Linked DNA regions of Hordeum vulgare: region 1 is linked to region 2. A link is a contact called in public Hi-C data. All regions are on one chromosome and are shown on one strand. The core of a region is the stretch at or near the end of the contact, and the rest is flanking DNA. Distances in the headings are between cores, read along the strand shown. Region 1 holds the start of LOC123404063 (phytosulfokine receptor 1-like). Region 2 has its middle 120 kb from the start of LOC123404010.

The links. A called contact is a pair of places that touch in the nucleus more often than the background predicts.
Region 1: a contact with region 2 is called in a Hi-C map of leaf, with 6 times the contacts expected there. The contact joins the promoter of LOC123404063 here to the enhancer-like site in region 2. A contact is called at or near these places in 3 of 6 Hi-C or Micro-C datasets (leaf and seedling).

Annotation. Positions count from the first base shown.
Region 1 is chr6H:380,774,991-380,781,756 of MorexV3_pseudomolecules_assembly, reverse strand. LOC123404063 (phytosulfokine receptor 1-like) reads left to right here and starts at 2,754. Exons shown (of 1, transcript XM_045097988.1): 1 at 2,754-6,766. The coding sequence starts at 3,506. The coding sequence ends at 6,664. It overlaps LOC123404064 (a long non-coding RNA gene), which reads right to left. Exons shown (of 2, transcript XR_006611619.1): 2 at 2,045-2,554.
Region 2 is chr6H:380,508,650-380,516,151 of MorexV3_pseudomolecules_assembly, reverse strand. No RefSeq gene overlaps it. Among protein-coding and RNA genes, the nearest start is that of LOC123404010, 120 kb to the left of the region's middle. Within about 2 kb of position 3,196, at least 3 of the 3 cell types and tissues checked have open chromatin away from gene starts, as enhancers often do. A contact at or near this core is called in leaf and seedling, where this site is marked.

The DNA of each region.
Region 1 (6,766 bases), core at 1,505-4,004, 270 kb before region 2:
TCAAATTCAAGAAACCTTTTCCAATTTGCAGACATTTTTCCAAACTGTTGAATCTTTTTAACATTTGAGAACATTTTTTATTTCCGAATTTGTTTCCAGATTTGTGAACATTTTTGAATTCACAAACATTTTTTTCAAACTCCTGAAGTATTTCCAGCATTAAGAATATTTGTTAATTTTTGAAAATTTATATCTCATTTGCAAACATTTTTTAATAACATGCACATTTTTTCATATTCATAAAAAATAAACCTTGACTAACCCATCAAAGGAGCGACCTCGAAGATGTAATCCCATGATGGTCGCTTTCCCGGTGCATCAAACAGCTTCAAGGTTCGATTTATACTGGAATTTATAAGTTCAAGGTGCCAACGATGGGGATTCGAAGTTAAAGATTTGATTTAGCTAAGCTATACAAGTTTAAGGTTTAAAATAAACTTTTTCTCATTCGTAAACAAGACCGGACGGCGTTCGTTTGCCTAACTTATAATTGGATAAAATCCACTTAAAATGGACGTCTCTTTGGAGCGCGTGTTGGAATTGGCCTTACGCAACGGTGAAATCAAGAGTGGGCACGGCTCGGGAGGCCGGCAAGCGGCAAGCAAGACATCGGCGGTCGTAGCCTGATCCCATCGACCGGCCGTGTCAGCCGAAGACGCAACCCTTTCTACGCTAGCTCCCTTGGATGGGCCGCTCGGATGGATGGTTTGGTTAGGTCATGACAGTGAAATAAAGCGGTCGACCGACGACGCCACCTCGCCGGCCCACCGCCCACAAAATCGTCGGAGAAGTGGTGGTGTCTCGTCGCACTGGCACGGTGTCGGTCGATCGCGCGGTCGTTGGTGGTGGTATGATGATAGCGGTAGTGGTACATGCCGATGTCACGCTGCCGCCTCCCGGTGAGTCTACTCGGTGCACGACCAGTGTTCTCTGCTCATCGATCACCCGCTAGTGGCTGCGTGCTCTCTGCTCCGGTGACCCATGTCAGGTGCCGGACCGCGAGCTCATTGGACTGGAGGAAAGGGGCGACGGGCATCTTCATCCTAGTGCCCACTGACCGCCGGGAAAAATAGCAATATCTCCATCCCAAAGGAATCCATCGCTCCACCACTGGTTGTTTTGTTGTTAGCTAGCTAGTGGGTTGTGTAGGGAGATAAGGCGCACCATTAGCCACCAGAATCCGGTTCCGCGACTTGGATTACTTATAAGTCTGGGGCTAACCGTGCCATGATTGTTGATTAATCGCGCGGATATGTTCTTCGTTAAAGTCTCTGCGAAATACTACTAGAAAGGAGAGATACGCACTAAAGCAAAAAATAATATTACCCAAATTATCGGTTCACGACGGCCGGATACGATCTTGTCTTGTGCACATGAAGACGATTGAAATGCTGCGCATTCTATCTAGTCTTGTGCACATGAAGACGATTGAGATGCTGCGCATTCTATCTAGTCTTGTGCACTAGTGGCACGGGCAGTCTGTGACTTGTAGTGGAGTACATGTGATTTAACGATGACACTAAACCAAAGATGAAAAGGGCTTTCTGCCCTCCTAGTCCTAGAGCGGTCGGTCATTACTCATTAGTGTTCTTGCACACGCACGCCATCATCTCTCTCAGGGAAATCAACTCCAAATTTAAACCTTTCCAAGACTCTACTCAACCGCACAGGTCCGGCAATTCGTGGAAAAGAAGGCAAAGGAAAAGACAAAAGTTACGGGTAGTGGGCGTGCAAGTGGCGTAGCATTCCCGCCAGGTAATTGGCCGCCCCTGTCCGAGTGGCCATAGACGAAATGCGCACCGGTGGCAACTTGCACCATACCTAGCTCAGTCTGTTATTTTACCACGATTAGATGTATGTTCCTATATGATATGAAGTCAATTACCATGTCACTGAGGAACAGGTAGTATGATGCATATCAATTAGGTAATTTTAATAAAATGACATAGAACTAAATGAAAAAAGAAAAGGTTGAGTATCATATCATGATATCATATCATCTTAAATGATATGCTACCGTGCGTTATGCATGACAACAAATAAATAATTCCATAATACTAACATACAGATATAGTATCATATGCATAATACTAATATATGATGGCAGGCCGGTGAAATACGAGACGACAACACGTACGTCTTAAAGTTCCATAACGCTTAAAGGAATGATGATAGGCTCCATTAAATCCTCCAAACGACTCGCCGAGTTCCAAAATTAAACTGCATATGGTCTCGTACGTCTGTATTTTCTTAGGGTAGACACCGAGCCAGATAACATTAAACCGATGACCCAGACCCAGCTCTCACCAACAACAGAGCGCAGTGCTTCATCCACAGATTTTATCAGCCATCAACTCGAGCCTAATTTATAATAGACCAAAATGCAGAGTACGAGTAGAATTCTCCCCAGCCCTTTGTACCGTATAATAAGCGCCTAGCTTTTGGAGCCGTGCCATATGTTCACGGGAGGGCACGGCAGGGCCATGGCCGGCCCGGCCGAAAGGGGCGGCTGCACATGCACAGCTTGCCGCTGGCCGTTGACTCTCCTGCCAACCTGCCACAACCAGCCATCCTTCAGTTTTTGGATATACTCCCTCCTAAATATAATTATTTTTCGATATTTCATTAAAGATCTGCATACGGAGCAAAATAAATGAATCTACACTCTAAAACATGTTCATATACATCGGTATGTAGTTCCTAGTGAAACATCTAAAAAGACATATATTTAGAAACGAAGGGAGTACAAGCCTGACAAGTATAGCAACTAGCTATCTTCGAACATATAAATATCTTATGGAAAGCATTCCTAATTAATCATGATTTTGGTATTACGTCCATGACAGGGCCCATTATATGTAAAAAATATTACTGTATTTGTTATAAAAAAATCGACAGTGCTAATATCTGCAAGATTGATTGCCTGTATATTCTCTAAGAGACTGCTCCCTTGAGCTCGTAGAAGTGCCTTCAACAGCAATCGGTTACACCCGTGCGAAATAGCCACACATAGAGAAGCATAATCAATCTAGTTCTTCGAATATCTAGCAATATCCATTTTGTATGCAGGCCGTATCCTTCACCAGTCCGCTTTCACGCTAGTTATTAGATTCATATCCCGAAAACAGCCAAAAGGAAAAGGAAAGCGAGAATGAAAAGGACGGTTAGGCCAACTTTGAACGCAAGTCAAAAGATTTCCGACCATGGATTTCTCTAGCAAGTTGACAGAGACAATCAATTTCCTCAAGAAAATTCGGGACTCCCACTGCCGAGTGCCTGCACAATCAAAGGTCAAAACCGGAGCACGCACCACCCTACTCTGATGTCCTACCGTCTCACACCTCGCCTCCCTCCCTCATCCTTCACTGCCGCCTGCCGCCACCATTGTTGCTTGGGAAACCAGCTTTACGCCCCAAATGGCTTAGATATCACATAGCTCCTGAACACAGCAAACAAGAACCTCTCTTCCCCATTCAAGAGCATCAGCATAGCTCTTCTTGCATCAATGGGGCATTTCTTGATGAAACGCACTACCACATGGCCAACCTGTTTCATCCTATGGTGCTTGTCCACGCAGCTTCTCTTCCTGTCCCCGGTCTACTCCCTCAACCAAAGCTCCTGCAACCCAGATGATTATGGTGCACTGGAAGGCTTCCTGAGAGGTCTCACCGGAGGCATCAGCAGCTGGATGCTCTCAAACACGACATCCGAAGTGGCTAACTGCTGTGCATGGGCGGGTGTCACATGCGACGCTCGCGGCCGGGTCATCAGGCTGGACCTCCATGGCAGGAACCTCAAGGGCGAGCTGGCACTTTCGCTTGCACAGCTGGACCATCTCCAGTGGCTCAACCTCTCCAATAACAACCTCCGTGGTGCCATCCCGGCACCCCTCGTTCAGCTCCATAGGCTGCAGCGGCTCGACGTAAGCAACAACGAGCTTTCCGGCACATTCCCGGCCAACGTGTCACTCCCAGTGATTGATGTGTTCAACATATCCTTCAACTCATTCAGCGGCACCCATCCCACACTCCATGGTTCAGCTCAGCTTACGGTGTTCGACGCAGGGTACAATATGTTCACCGGGAGAATTGATTCAAGCATCTGTGAGTCATCTCGAGTGATCCGTGTGATAAGATTCACTTCGAATCTCTTTGCCGGGGAACTGCCGGCAGGCTTCGGAAACTGCACAAAGCTCGAGGAGCTATATGCCGAGCTCAACAGCATCTCCGGGAGCTTGCCAGACAACCTATTCAAGTTGCAATTTCTGAAGAATTTGTCTCTGCAGGAGAATCAGCTCACTGGTAGGATGAGCCCGAGGTTTGGCAATCTGTCCAGCCTTGCTCAGCTGGACATTTCTTTTAATTCCTTCTCTGGACAACTTCCAGATGTTTTTGGTAGGCTTGGCAAGTTAGAGTACTTCTCTGCACAGTCCAACCTCTTCAGAGGCCCATTGCCTGCTTCATTGTCCCAGTTGCCATCACTGAAGATGATGTACTTGCGAAACAATTCACTGAATGGAAGGATCAACCTCAATTGCTTGGAGATGAGACAACTGTGCTCACTTGACCTTGGGACAAATAGGTTCATTGGCACAATTGATAGCTTGTCAGATTGCCATCACCTCAGAAGCCTAAATCTTGGCACAAACAACCTCAGTGGCGAAATACCAGCCGATTTCAGAAAGCTTCAGTTTTTGTCCTACATCTCACTTTCGAACAACAGCTTCACAAATATTTCCTCGGCATTATCTGTCCTTCAGGACTGTCCAAGCCTAACAAGCCTTGTGTTGACAAAAAACTTCCATGATGGGAAGGCCTTGCCGATGACTGGAATATATGGCTTTCATAAGATCCAAGTGTTTGTGATTGCTAATAGCCATCTTTCTGGAGCAATACCACCATGGCTAGCTAATTTCAGAGAATTGAAGGTCCTAGATTTGTCATGGAATCAACTGTCTGGGGATATTCCTGCATGGATTGGTGATCTCAAGTTTCTATTCTATGTGGATCTTTCTAACAATTCACTTACAGGGGTAATACCAAACAGTTTCTCGAGTATGAAGGGCCTTCTTACATGCAACAGCTCACAGCAATCCACAGAGACTGATTATTTTCCATTCTTCATTAAAAGGAATAAAACAGGCAAAGGGTTGCAGTACAATCAGGTTAGCAGCTTCCCACCGTCTCTAGTTCTCAGCCATAACAAGCTCATAGGTGTCATATTGCCGGGCTTTGGAAGTCTCAAGAACCTGTATACCTTGGACCTCAGTAACAACAACATTTCTGGTATCATTCCTGATGAGCTATCAGGCATGTCTAGCTTGGAATCTTTGGATTTGTCACATAACAATCTTACCGGAAGCATTCCCTATTCATTGACAAAGCTGAATTTTCTATCAAGCTTCAGTGTGGCATACAATAATCTAATGGGCGTAGTTCCGTTAAGAGGGCAATTCTCAACATTCACAGGTTCTGATTATGAGGGGAACCCCAACCTCTGTGGCACCCGCTTTGGCTTACCCCTATGTCATTCGAATCATGCTCCCATCATGTCTGCAACAGGAAATCGGAAGAATAAAGGTCTCATATTAGGAATAGTTATTGGCCTTGCAATTGGAGCAGTGATGGTTTTGTCTGTTGCTGTTGTACTTGCATTGAAGAGAAGCTTCAGAAGGCAGGATCATATAGTCAAGGCTGTTGTAGATACAAATGTAGCATTCGAGTTGGCACCAGCATCACTGGTACTTCTGTTTCAGAACGAAGATGATGACAAGGCATTGACTATCAGTGACATCTTGAAATCTACAAACAACTTTGATCAGGCTAACATCATTGGTTGTGGTGGGTTTGGTCTAGTGTACAAGGGAACACTACCAGATGGAGCAAAGATCGCCATCAAAAGACTATCGGGTGATTTTGGCCAGATGGAGAGGGAGTTCAAAGCAGAAGTGGAAACTTTATCAAAAGCTAAGCATCCTAATCTTGTGCTTCTACAAGGTTACTGCAGGAATGGCAGTGACAGGCTCCTGATCTACTCTTACATGGCAAATGGCAGCCTAGACCACTGGCTTCATGAAAAGCCTGATGGTCCATCCAGATTAAACTGGCAAAGAAGGCTTCAGATAGCCAAAGGAGCAGCACGGGGTTTGGCATATCTGCACTTGTCATGCGAACCCCACATACTACACCGTGACATCAAGTCAAGCAACATACTCCTGGATGAGAATTTTGAAGCTCAACTGGCTGATTTTGGGCTTGCTCGGCTGATTTGTCCCTATGATACACATGTGACAACTGACCTAGTTGGCACACTAGGTTACATCCCCCCTGAGTATGGCCAGTCTTCAGTAGCCACTTTCAAAGGTGATGTGTATAGTTTTGGCATTGTTCTACTGGAGTTATTAACAGGAAAGAGGCCTGTTGATATGTGCAAGCGGAAGGGGGCTAGGGAGTTGGTCTCATGGGTTATACACATGAAAGGAGAACACCGTGAAGCCGACGTATTGGACCGTGCAATGTATGACAAGAAATTTGAGATGCAAATGATGAAGATGATTGATATTGCATGTTTGTGCATTAGCAAGTCACCAAAACTGAGACCATTAACCCATGAACTAGTGCTATGGCTTGACAACGTTTGTGCTAGCAGTGAAGCAACAAAGTGAAGTTCAATAACAGTGACCTTCGTCGAAATACTTGTACTCACAGCCCATGAACTAGTGCTATGGCTTGCTAACTTTTGTGCTACCATTGAAGCAACAGAGTGA
Region 2 (7,502 bases), core at 1,947-4,446:
ATGAACTCTGTACCACCCCTCCAGTTATGGGTGGTGAAGAAAATGAACTAATCTCTTGTGCAGGAAAGGTCTCTAGAAAAACTTAAACGTCTAAAGAATTTGTTGGAGACTTGAGGAAAGGCTTGAAAGGACGCGAGATAATCATGATGAAATCAATATTCATTTCTCATGCCTTCATACTACTTTACTTACTACATTGTTTGATAAAATTCAAGTTTGATGAATTTGATGTCATATTCTTCACTCTGAAATATATGAGTTCATAAGTTGAACTAATTCATTTGCAGGATGAACCACCTAAAGCACCTAAGTGGGTCCTCGATATTGGATGCACTAATCACATGACTTGTGACAAGAACCTATTGATGGACATTCCATTAGCTCCATCTCATTTGAAGCATATCACCTACGTTGACAAAGGAAAAAAAACAAGGTATAGGGTCTAGGTAAGGTTGCAATCTAAAAGGAACGACACATGGACAAAGTCATGCGTGTCGAATCCCTCAAATTTATCCTCATGTCGGTTTTAATGCGTTGTGATCTTGATATGTTGCCATCTTTGGCAAATATCGTTGCATAGTCGTCATGGAATCTGACAAATACAAAGTCTTCGAGGGCTTTAGGGGAGTAGACTTGTATATTGTTGATTTCTCTACTGGTCCACAACTGGCCACATGTCTACTTGCAAAAGCTTCAGAAGGCTAGCTATGGCGTCGACGACTTGGACATGTTGGCTGATACTTGTGATTTACGTTGGGTTTTTCATGAAGAGGAACGGGTTATCGTAGCACAATGTGGGTAAGTATTTTCCTTGGTTATGAAAACAAGGTTTATCGAACCAATACGAATATCAACCACAACCGTCTTCAGCGGTTGCACACAAATAAACAAACAATTTGCACCCAACATATGTCGGGGTGCACGCCGGACCTTGGGCCTTAAATCTTGTCATTCATCTCACCCGCCTACCGGGTCACCAGTGAGTTGCCAAGCTCGGTCGGGTCATCAGTGAATTGCTAAGTCCCGGTCGGGTCATGCTTCTAGCCAAGTTATACCACGGGGTATATCCCCGACACGCTCCCTATAGGAACCACGAGGCTTCATGTGAGAAGTTCTAGTTTGTGAGAAACTTATGTCAAAACCTTTCCCATATTGGAAAAAATAGTAACCACAACATGTTGGTGCCATTTCATGACATCATACCAAGCTTTATGAATTTCGCATGAGTTTTGGATTTATAGGTTTAAAAACCAAGCTTCTCAATGTTTGCAATCCATCCACAACGCCAAGTTGTTCGAAATTCATTCCCACTTGCTTGTAAACTAAACATGCACCCAGGACACATATATTATTTTTCAACCAATTTTAATGCACTTAAGCACGTGCGTATAGTTAAAATTTGAAATATACACACTAAATGCCTAGAAAACTCACTTAATGTTTAAAAACGTCCTTACGAACCCTCGATAATTCAAGATTTTAACATGACACTACTAGTAATACATGTCGCCTCCCAAAAAAATTCAATGTGAGAAGATGCAATGAATGCCGCTCTGTGTACAAATGTGACATGTTCCCTATCAGAACCACGCGGCTTCTAGTGAGAAGCTCTAGTTTGTAAGAAGGTTATGCCAAAACTTTTCCCAATTTGAAGAAAGCATTTGCCACAGCATGTTGGTGCCAGTTCATGGCACCATGCCAAGTTTCATGAATTTCAGATGAGTTTCGGATTTATAGGAATTTAAAAATCAACATTTTCAATGTTTACGGCCGATCCACGACGCCGGGGTGTTTGGAATTCATTGGAACTAAACATGCAACGAGGGAACACATATGTGATTTTTAATCCATTTTGATGCACTCGAGCTTCTACACATAGTTAAAACTTTAAATATCCACACTAAATGCCTAGAAAACTCAATGAATGCATAAAAACGTCCAAACAAACATTGGACGATTCCAAATTTTAACACGACACTTGTAACAGCCCGAGGCCAACGCTCCACATGCCTTCCATTTATTTTGGGCTTCGTCGTGTGATTTATTTGTTTGTCGCAGTCATCCTCGCATCATTCGCATTTCATCGGCACTCTGTTGCCTTTATTTTCTAAAACTTGCATCCATTCGTAGTTGCCAGTTTTTTCGTTCTTCTCGTTGACCGTTTCGAGGCCAAACACACTCGCACGCGCCCGTGGCATCATTGAAAATATTGTCTTTAAAGTGGGTATAAAATATTTTTCAAATGGGTTGAAATTTGGCGTGCACTCTTATTATATTGTAGGTAGATCACCTATCAAATTTTGCCGCATTCGAGGGTCGTTTGATACCCGAACGAATAACCCTATAACGCCACTATAGCTGGTAAAACCACGGACACTTTCGGTATTTCTAAAACCTATGAGGGACCACACACTTCTCTCTCATCTCAGTCCAACACCTCTCCACATCGTACCACAACCCACCTAGTCTACCTCCTGACCGGAGCCGTCCGATCGAAATCGTAAGGTCTCAAAGCAGACTAAAACCTCCAACTTAGCCCTCCTTTTTATAAATAGACCCACTATCCTGCCTATTGTGGAAACCCTAGACCTGTGGGCCCCACAATCCGTGCCTCATCATTCCCACCACTACTCCGCACCAAACCTGGTCAAACGGGCCGGGCTAAACAGGCCGGCCCGCCAGCCCGCCACGACGGCACGACAGGGCCCGGCCCGGCACGATTTAAACGGGTCGTGTCAGGCACGCGACACGCCTCGGGCCGTGCCTGGGCCTGAGGGCTGGGCACGCGGGCCGCCACGGCACGACCCGTTTATTTTTTTTACTCATTTATATATATAGGATAAAAGAATTAACCTATATTAAAATAGGCCCAAAATAGCCTAACATGCCAAAATCAGTCCAAATAATAGCCTAAAAAAACTAACAGACTAACGGGCCTGGCGTGCCTACGGGCCGGCCCGTATAGCCTCCGTGTCGTGCGTGGGCCGGGAGGCTGCGCCGGTGAGCCGGCACGGCACGGCCCAGCTAATAATCGGACCCACGCGTGCCATGCTGTGCTTGGCACGATTATGGTGGGCCGGGCCGGGCCGGCCCGTTTGGCCAGGTCTGCTCCGCACCCACCACCTACGCCCTCCAACTCCCTCACCCGTCGCGTCCCGTCAGGCCCGATTCGGGCCCACGAAGCCCATCCACCGACGTCACGAAACCCACCCGTGCTCGTGCCCGTGAGCCTCCCCGACGGCCCGACCCGGCTGCTCTCGCGTTGGAAGCTCGCTCGAGCTTGCTGGAGGACCTCCTTGACCACGAGGCTGACGACCTCGACCAGGCCGGTCCCTTACTCTGGTCTCTCTTCCTCTCACTAATTTCTCTCTCTCTCTCTCCCTCCCGTTCTACAGGAACCCGCCATGGATGTCGCCGCCCAAGCTCTGGCCGCCACCGTTCATCGCGCCACCACCGGGTACGGTTGCCATGCGGCACGTTCTGTCTGTTCCCGACCTCACTGCACCTCGTGCCCTCCTCTATGTCGTCGCGCCGCCCGTAGGAGTTCATCAGCGCGGGCGCCTCCTCTGGTTCGTTGGAGGAGGACGATGCCCTCGTTCCCGCTTGCGTTGACCTCGCATTAGGCCGGGCCAACAACCGTCGTGAGCCCTAGCTGCACCCGCAGTTGGCGTGCCACGCCTACCGCATGGGCCGCCTCCAAGCCCATCCTTCACCAGTGCCACGTGCTGGCCCAGCCTCCTCTTGTGCCAAGCCAACTTCAGCCCAGCTGAGTACGGTGAGAACCTTAGCCCTAGCGTGTGTTAACCCGTGCCACGGGCCATATTTAGTATCTTGCGCCATTCCCTGTTAGCCCAGTTTCGCCCAGATTTGCCCCGTGTATTTTTTCTTCGTCTGCGATTTATCTAATTATCAAGACATTGCAGATTTTAAAAGAACATCATTTTAAAATGCTAATAATTAATTAACCGTGCATCGGATGAAATCGTTTTATATATGTAAAATGTTCAGAATTTCGTGTAAATTCACAATATCAAACTTTCACATGGGTTAATTTTTAAAAAATACTGTTTTCACGCAATTTGCATTAATGGCCTATTAAAACGGTTTATTTCATAACTAAATAAATGTAACTCCTATGCATGTGGCTCGTTCATGTAATTTGTTATTTGTGATGTTCTCTATCATGCCATGCCATTGGTTTTGATGTAAAAAATCTACATCATGTCCATTTGTTACACTTAAGTAGGTATATGTTAAATATTCTTTTTTGTTAATGAAAAGTACCATTTGCAAAAATCATACTAAGCAAACAATGCATCCTTTGGACTAGTGCCAATTGGGTAATTTATAGTATGTCGTGACTATTTGCTAGTATGTTTGCCATGCCATGAAATTCATGTTTAGTTAGTTTTCATAACATGAACATGCTTACACAATGTTGCTATTTTGAGATTTTAAAATATTTCTTAGTCTGAAAATTGTTATGCAACTTGTTGTTTTGTCTTCTTAATGGCCATTGATCTATAGCCCCTTTGTTGTTGCCCACTTGAAGTATTTTGTAAAGCATGTTGGACTATCATGTTGTGTCATTAGCTGCCTTTGAATGGTAGTTATTATTGTCGTAAAAAATGCCCACATGTGAAGAACTACTACACTTGCATCCTGTTATTTTCACCAAGTGTGAGAATCCGTTTGATTTGGATAGCCTTTTGTGTTGATGCTAGCCATGTTTCTGTGCAGATTTTGACCATGCTCATGTTGAATGAAATGACCATTATGTCAACTACCATGTTGTACATTTACATTCCATGAAAAGTTCTATAGCATATTTAAACTTTTCCATGAATATGCCTTCATTTTAAATATATTTTTCAAAATCTGTGATTTTCACTAAGTCCTAATCTCTTATATTTTCTAGACATGTTGTGAGCATCCTAGCAATTAGTCCATGACTCTTTTCACAATGATTTCTATTGATGAAATGAAGTGCATATAACATAGTACTACCCATGTCTTGTTTGTGCATTTTAAGTTCATGTAGCTTGTTGTTTTCATGATTCCAAGTTGCTATGTTGTTGTTTTGGACAGATTATAACTAAAACTTGAGTTGTTTGCAATTGTTGAACCGTTGCTCCGTTTTGAACATGTCGTACATGAAACTTGCCTAGAATTCCATGTAGTTTCATAATATCTTGTCGCATCTAGGATTAACATGTTTCTGATTGTTGTTTGTACGCATTGTGCATTCATGACATACTTATCTTGTGTTGGTCATATCTTTTAGGCCATAGCTCATATATGTAAATCTCCTAGAATGACGAGTAGAATCACTTGGTGCATTTTGTTCACCCATTTAATAAATATAAAACATGTTTTAGGACAGACCTGTACCAATTTCAAAATTTACATATGAGGTTGTTTTAAAAATACTATATGTTGTTTCCAACCTCATTTAAAATGCCTACATAAATAGTTTATTTATGCTTCATCTCTTTCCATGTTTAACGACATTTAAACTTGTCGTGTAACTAAATGAGAGTGAACTAAATGATTCGAGCGTGGAGTTTCATCAATATGCAACTCGTTACATATTGAACTTTACTTAATGTGTAGAAGTTAATTGTTTTGCTTTGTAATGTCTTGCGTATTTAAACCGTACATGCATCATACTTGATTATGCATCATGTAATGAATATGTTGCGGTGTTTACCATGTCATTTGTTTGTTTATGGATTTCTTCTTCTCGATAGAGTTCCAAAAGCATTTTAGAGTGTGAGGATTCGTTCGACTATGTTGGTTCGTCTACTTCAAGAATTCGTTCTTCTTCCAAGCGGGATCTCAGGCAAGATGATCATTTCCGTGAATACCACAACTATCATTGCCATGCTAGTTGTCTTGTTTCTATCTCTATGTATCACTTCCTACCACTTGTTTGTCAAGCCTCCCAGAAATGCCATGATAAGCCTCTAACCATCCACCTCCCAGCAAACCATTGCTTGGCTAAGTTACACTTGTTCAGCCCCTCTTATAGAGTTTCTAGTTGCAGGTGCAGGTTATTCAATGTGATAACGTGGATATCTTTTAAATATCACAATATTCTTGCTATTTAATTTAATGCATCTATATACTTGGTAAAAGGTGGAAGGTTTGGCCTTTTGCTTGATGACTTGTTCCACCTTTGTCGCCTTAGTTTCCGACTATCAGTGTTATGTTCCATATTGAGCACTCCTAAAATGCCTGAGGTTGTTATGGGGACCCACTTGATAATTCGTTTTGGGATAAAACTCTTCCGGCAAGGCCCAACATCTGTACTATATTTGCCCAACATAATAATACTGAACACCCTTATTAAAGCACAGGGATTCATGAACCTGAGGATTAATTCAACATAATACAGGGAGGTCCAGTGGTGATGGCGTTGGTCCTAGATAGAGTCATGTGCGGGGCCAACCCGGGGCAACTCGGGTAATTTCTATTAGGGCACTGTACGATGTGCTCATCCGGTCATGTCCTAAGAACGAGATATGCACCTCCTATCTGGTTCATCGACATGTCGGGTGGTCTTGCTGGATTTTTTTATCCTTCTCGAATGCCTTGTGCACCAAGGTTCCAAGGACACTTCGGGCTATCTCGAGGTTGAGGTTTTCCACTGCAGGTTGTAGCTAGTTTGTGATGGATGTGTTGGAGCATCCCTGTAGGGTTAAATCTTTCTGAGAGTCGTGCTCGCGGTTATGTGGAAACTTGGAAATTGTTTAATACCTAGGTATAGCAAACTGAAGTAAACTCAACTAAGATACACCCAATGTGTGAGTAACCGTGGTCGTCTCTTTTTGAGGGAGTTAGGGAAGAGAACGCAGTGGGGTTATGTTTGACTAGTAAGTAGGTGTTCATGATCACTTCTTGATCCATACTAGTTCATGTACGTTTATGCATAGACCACTCTTCTTATTCTTGTACTCATAAGTTTGCCAGATATCAAATACTTAGTGCTCGTTGCAGCCTCAGCACTTAACCATACCTCACCCATTAAGCTTTGCTAGTCTTGATATCCTTGAAAATGAGATTGTGGAGTCCCAATGGCTCAATACAGGTAATGTGATGATTTGATGTGAGAGCTATGCTTGTTTGATTTGGAGTTCTTCTTCTTCTTCTTCGATCATAGGATGGGTTCTAGGCTGGCAACCTCGAATAGTAAGATGGTTGTCGGTTTTATCATCTGATTTCGTTCGTAGTCGGACCCTGCTTTTATGTATAACGCTTGCTATGGATGATTATATTGAGCTGATCATGATAAAGCTTGTGGTGAGTGTAAGCAAATTCCGTATACTCATCTCCTCTTTGCATGTACTTGTAGCGATATCCGTTCTTGCTAAACGACGAGATGCACTTCTATCCCTATCAATGCACTCGAGCCAGGATACTAATCCATGTGCCCTTTGGAAAACAAAATTCAAGGCGAGAAGAGGCAACGAATGTCGTTTCGTCCACAAAGGTGACATGTT